2 separate regions of the Zea mays genome follow, and region 1 is linked to region 2. A link is a contact called in public Hi-C data. All regions are on one chromosome and are shown on one strand. Each heading gives the region's core, a stretch centred on a gene start, on an enhancer-like site or on the middle of the called end of the contact. The rest is flanking DNA. Distances are from core to core; before and after follow the strand shown. Region 1 holds the start of LOC100285559 (low temperature and salt responsive protein). Region 2 holds the start of LOC541808 (protein phosphatase type-2C).

What was found. A called contact is a pair of places that touch in the nucleus more often than the background predicts.
Region 1: a contact with region 2 is called in a Hi-C map of leaf, with 5 times the contacts expected there. The contact joins the promoter of LOC100285559 here to the promoter of LOC541808 in region 2. A contact is called at or near these places in 3 of 25 Hi-C or Micro-C datasets (ear, leaf and tassel).

Annotation. Positions count from the first base shown.
Region 1 is chr9:109,760,740-109,764,015 of Zm-B73-REFERENCE-NAM-5.0, forward strand. It overlaps LOC100285559 (low temperature and salt responsive protein), which reads left to right and starts at 1,816. Exons shown (of 2, transcript NM_001158450.1): 1 at 1,816-2,050; 2 at 2,139-2,658. The coding sequence starts at 1,958. The coding sequence ends at 2,276.
Region 2 is chr9:109,602,332-109,605,306 of Zm-B73-REFERENCE-NAM-5.0, forward strand. It overlaps LOC541808 (protein phosphatase type-2C), which reads right to left and starts at 1,359. Exons shown (of 12, transcript NM_001350857.1): 1 at 1,136-1,359; 2 at 661-795. The coding sequence starts at 1,342.

The DNA.
Region 1 (3,276 bases), core at 566-3,065, 160 kb after region 2:
TTTGTTTAGCCTCGAGGTTGTATACATGTGCTTAATATCTTTCTTTAGTATAACATTAACTTCAAAGACATGGAACTTTATACTCACATTCTTATATTTGTTTGCAGCCTTGACAAACCTGCAGTCTGAACACGTCACAGATGATGTCTTGCCTTTTGTGGATGTACATCTTGGTCACCTCTGTTTATCGCTTTTGTGGATGGATTGTTCAGCTGCCTTTAGTAGATGAAATGGCTCTGCACTTGTAGTTGCGTAATGTTTGTGCCTAGCTATCTGGATTGTGCCGGCCAAGAGTTGGCTCTAGGTACCTTGTAAATACCTCTGGTTTGGTTGTCTGTCCCCCACTGTATCGACTAGACGTAAACTTGGACCATGTAATCTTATTCTGGACCAGTTTCCAGCTGAAACAAGCCTCGACGTCATGCTATGGTGCACGTTTAAGTGCGACGCTACAACTTTAATGTGAATTATTTTCAAGCTACCTATGTTCTATGTTCTGTTGATTATCTGTTTTCTTTCTCCCTAAACTAAACAATTTTGTTTGAGATTTAGTCATTCTTTATTTAATTTAGTTATAGTGTGTATAATTGTGTATTCATATTTTTCTAATACTGGATAGGGCGTCCGAAGGGGCGCCGCCTGATCTAGTGTGTTGCATGCCCTCACGATCGAAAGCGCGATCCGTTTTGTGCGCGGCGTCGGAGTTCCTATGCGGCCAATGCGGATCCCAGAACCACGTTGTACTCGCGATGCCGCACGTTCCGTCACGAGGCGTCGGCCGGCTCGGTGAGTGAGGTCATCAACAAGCAATTAACACTTGTGACACTGCCAGTCTGACATAGGCGATTGTTTATCTGGCACTTTTAAACTAATCGTGTACAGTAGCACGTTCAATTCTTGTGCACGCTGGCAGCAAACGCCGACTCTGGCTGTTGGCTCGTATTACGAGGAAGGAGTAAGTCACACTCACAGATGAAATGAAGGGATAATCCAGATGGCATCTCGACCGGAGAAAAAAAGCTGCGAATATTCTCAAATGGAAATTCGCATTGCTCCGAAAGGCTACTAGCATGGTACTCCTTGGCCGACGACTATGGCCCCGGGTTCGGTCAACACTATGGTGAGGAGAGCCCCGTCAACCCTTTAGCCGCGCCTCAAGTCCTGAAGCAAGTCACGACGCTTTTATCCCAAGACTCCAATTGATTGCACAGCCAACTTCCTGAAATACGTATGACTCCCTAAAGTTGAAGCAAGTGATACAAATTACAAAAAATAAAATCCATCCGTTAGAGCAACTCCAGTAATTCTCTAAAAGACTTTTACTAAATCAATAATTTAGGTAGTTAATATGAAAACTATTCTCCAACAGTTCTCTAAATGAAATTTCTAAATTTAACAACTTGTCATCTAACCTCATTTTCTCTCTACATTTGGCAACCATTTAACAACTCCCTAAACAAAAATATTGGCTGCATTATATAGTTTTTGTGACTTATTTTTTATGTGGATAAATACAAAACAAAATTACAACCTATATTTAGAGAACTATTGGAGAACTCACATTTTTTTACTCTAAAAACAATTTAGCAATTTCTTAAATCTATAATTTAGAGAACTAAAATTTACATAACTATTGGAGTTGCTCTTAGGGAGCAGAAGCAGAGTAGCAGACCGCACAACATCACACGCGGATCACAGCGAGCCGGCTGCCGGGTCTGATCCCGACCCGTTACTGCGCGCCCGCCTGCCAAGATCCGGAAGTAGCCGTTGCGACCTGGCCGCATGTGTGCTCTGGCCCAGCTCCGATCCTGAGACGTAAACGCACCCATCGGCATCTTCCCATGGCAGCCAGCGTCGGATTCCGCATCATTCCCTCGCCCAGTTGTCCCCCCCGTACAAATTAACACCTAAGCTAACCTTCCGGGCTAGCTTGTGTGTGTGGCCTCGGAGGTCCGGGATGAGCTCCGGCGGCTGCTCGACGTGCCTCGAGGTCATCTTCGCCGCCATCCTCCCGCCGCTCGGCGTCTTCTTCCGCTACGGCTGCTGCAGCGTAAGCATTTCTCGCCTCCACGCGCCACGCGACGCGACGACGACACCGTTCGTTTCTAATAAGCCTCTCTCTCTGCGTACGTGTGCAGTCCGAGTTCTTCGTCTCCCTCCTCCTGACGCTGCTGTGCTACGTCCCCGGCGTCGCGTACTCCCTCTACGTCATCCTCCGGACGCCGCCCGAGCCGCCGGGCATCGACGGGGAGCGGCCCTACGACATGCTCGCCTGACGGCTTTGCTTGTACTTGTACAGCTCCACCCAACAACAACAACGCGTAGGCCTGTGCAATGCAACACACACTCGCTGTATGTAGTAGCTGTAGGTAGCAGGTAGCGGCTCAGGACATTCCTGACTGTGTTCTCCAGCGTCACGTACGTCCCTGTTCCTCGTCGCGTGTGATGACTGTGCAATTGTTGGTCATTGGTTTGCTGATTCTTTCGATCAGTTTATCACGAACAGTAGGGTGCTGCCGTGCTGGACTGCTGCTCGTCTGTTTGCCGATCACGCAGCAGTTGGTGGTAATTGGCAACTGATATAAAATTTATGCGTGTACTCATGTATAAATCCCAACCAGTAATGCGGTTGGAATTAAAAGAAAGGTATTGTTTGGATATGGTTTACGGCTACGCTATTCCCACTAAGGTCTTGTTCGGTTAATCCCATTACCCATGGATTGTACGGGATTGGAAAAATTTAAGAAGAAGTTTGACTTGCTTGGGATTCAAACCCATCCAATCCCACTCAATCCACATGGATTGGGAGCTAACCGAACAAGCCCTAATAATGATATTTGTAGACACCGTTAGGTCTTCCCATTCGCATTCGCATGTGGATCGGATAGGACCTGGGGTGTGGGGGTGGGGCATAATTAGGGACACCCGAATTACTCCTTAACAAACGCATTTAGAGAAATAAGAATTAAACTTTCGAGAGGTAACAGTCGAGCCACCTATAAGAAACCGAGACATCCCCGAGGGTCTCTCACCTCGAGCAGGGCTCCGCCTCGCTCGAAGTCAACACCACTCACTCCGTCTCGCCCAATGTCGCCTCAGCCCAGTTCGTCTCGCCCGAGCCGGCCTCAAGCAGATAAAACAAGGACACTCGAAAATAGGCAGGGACATGTGCATTTAATGCGTGTGCCAACCCGCGTTGTGGCAGCGGAACACAGTGGTAGACAAGATAGCAATCACGTCTAAGTGCAGCGATATGATTACGTCTGTGCCAAACTG
Region 2 (2,975 bases), core at 109-2,608:
ACCGAGCCGAGCCAACGCGAGGCCGAGCCCGCTCGTCGAGCTCGAGCTTTTTTCCAGCCCTAATCATGGACACTTGGACAGAAACAATAAACTCACCATTCAACTCAAGAATTAGCACGGCTAAGTTCGGCAAATAATTTATTTTTATGGGCAAGTATTCTTTTTGGTTCAAAATTCAACGAACACAAGACACCACTTCTCTCAGGTGCATAACTCTGCTAAACATTACAGTCAGTGGCCACTGGCCAGGACGCCAGGTATCTCCTAAGCTATTTATTTAATAATATATGTGGTTGTCCACCAGTTCCCTTCACTATATTAAAAAAAAGATAGCAATACTATTTTGTGAAAAAGACTTTGCAGCAATATTTGGTAGTTCTTTGTTCTTTACTTCCTAGGACATTCTGAAAGTTTCCATAGGTACCCCAGCAACCTGGACATTGAAAGCACATTTGTTTTTGGTGAATCAAACTCTTCACACACAAGTTGGATTCCAGAGTTATATTTGGGAAGCCCAGTAAAATCATGCTGAGTTGGATAGCCGAGTCTGAGTCGGATTCCGTCACTTGTGTGTCCATATCCCCGTAATACTTACAAGACTAGGAACAAGCAAAAAGAAAAATCATAACAAGCAAATGTAAATGATGAATAGAAACTTACAGCGTCTTCCATAGTTGCACGCCACCCTTGCATAGATGAAAGTCCGAATTTAAGTTTATCGTTTTCCCCATCTTCGGATACCTTGTCGGTTTTTGGTGTGCTAAGGTAAATCACCATTCTTCCAGATGTACCTGGCTGACAGAACACGATAGATAGTAAAAGATCCGCTCCTCAATAACAAGGTATCCATATTATTTTCAGAAGTAAACCCTGAAGCAATTTATAACAAGTTATTCATACTATTTTCACAAGTAAACCACCAAACAATTTAATGATGCTACAAGTATACAGCAGACTCAAAGTACAAACGTGAAACGTAACCCCACCCCCCCATAAAAAAAACACACACACACGCACCCCGCGCACAATACATGTGTACGCTTGTAACTGTGCCAGATCCGGATGCAAGTAGCTTGCTGTAGGGTTTGGGTGCTCGGTTTCGAAGGGCAGGAAGGACGAGAAGGGGCGAGCATACCTGCTGGGCACCAGTCGACGGCGAACGGACGACGAAGACCTGGCAAACGGAGGCGCTAGTCGCCGACGAACGGGCCGCCGAAGACCTGGCGAGAGCGTCGCCAACAGGAAATAAAGGCAGCGAGAGAGGTGTGAACGGCAGATTGGTGAGCGACTGAACCTGACAAAGGAAGCAGCGCAGGGGTGATTGGGTGAACCCGACAAGCATATGCAGCGGACCTTTCACTTTTTTAACTAAACGTATATCAATTAGGAGTACCTTGACTTGATTAGGCCGAATTTGAAAATCGTTAAACCGTAGAAACGAGGAGGTAACCTCCAGGTGGAGAGATAAAATTTATAGATGTCTATATTACTACAGTTTCTATATATCATATTGGCATAACTTGTTTTCATAAAACATAAAAATATGTGTTATATTAGTCAGGTAGATATGAATGTGGAATTAGCAACCAAAATTTAAACCTCTCTTGTGCACGATTTATTCCACACGTGATGCACGACGACGGTGTAACGGTGGAAATTAATGTTTCATACTAGTACAAATTGTTTAATATTTTTGTGCGTGTAATGGCTTCACTGCGTAAAAAATAGAAGAATGTGTAGAGTTAAGTTTAATTGTGTACTATGATGTGGGTTAATTGATTAAAGATTTAATGGACTGGAAAATTGGTTAAGACCATTTCCAATAAATAGTTTTATCGCACTGTTTTCAAGGCATGTCATATCATCATTTGTCCAGAAAACAGTGTATCCAAAATTTCAATCCCATGAAACTTTCTTATATCTCTTTTATTAAATTACATGGCATGTCATGTACTCATGTTTGCTTATGTGGCACGGTACATGACTGCATCGATATTTCACTTTCCTTCGTGCACCTCTCCTTATCTACATTCAAACGGTAAAAAAAGCTAAACTTATGTATAAATAGAGATTTGAACCATGGTCGTTTGCTCCAAATCCACATTCACACACCTCTAGCCAACAAAAGACACGTATCTTTTGACATCGTTCAGCTGGTATTTACAATTGCTTCGTTTGCTTGAAATCTATAGAAAAATTAGACCAAAACAACAGCCATAACCCGTAGCCACTGAGAAGCATACCCAAACAACTCGTTTATGTTTTATACCCTATACTTAAGCATAAATGGAACTAGAGTAACATACGGGTACTTTGCTCGTTTATTAGTATTTGTAGTTTGTGATTTATCCGTGGTTGCTATGGTGCCATCCGAAATATCAGTGGTGACTAATGGAATGCTTATGGTTTTTTTATCCAAAACCCCTCCTCCATTCATGGAACGACTTCTTGCTCACTAGTAGTGAGTTAGGGCTCCTTTGGATTGAAGAATTATTTTCTGAATCATGTTTTTTTTGTATTTTTAAACTAATTTATGTAAAATTTCTATATTGTTCCTGTGAAATTCCTGAGTTTCAAAGAAGTCTATAGAGTATGTTTAAATTTGATTTTAAATTAAGATTTAGTTTTGAGCATGTACTTCATTGCAAAACGTGATTCACTTGAATACGCATGCCGAAAAAATGGCATGTTAAAATACTATTTTTTAACAATAAATTTGTACGGCTCTTTCTAGGTTTTGGAGACCATTTTACTCTAAACACCTTAACCAAAAACTTAAATACGACATTGGGAGAAGAATTTTAAGTTCAAAACTACGAGAGTTAAGATGGTAGACAAGCACTTACTTAATTTTAAAGTTTTCTGAAGATCCACTTGTTCTTGTTTTTTGGTGAATGACAAATTAATACATGACCCAATCATGTGCCACATCTGATGGCATGTGTACAGAACGTTTAGGACTTGTTTAATAGCAT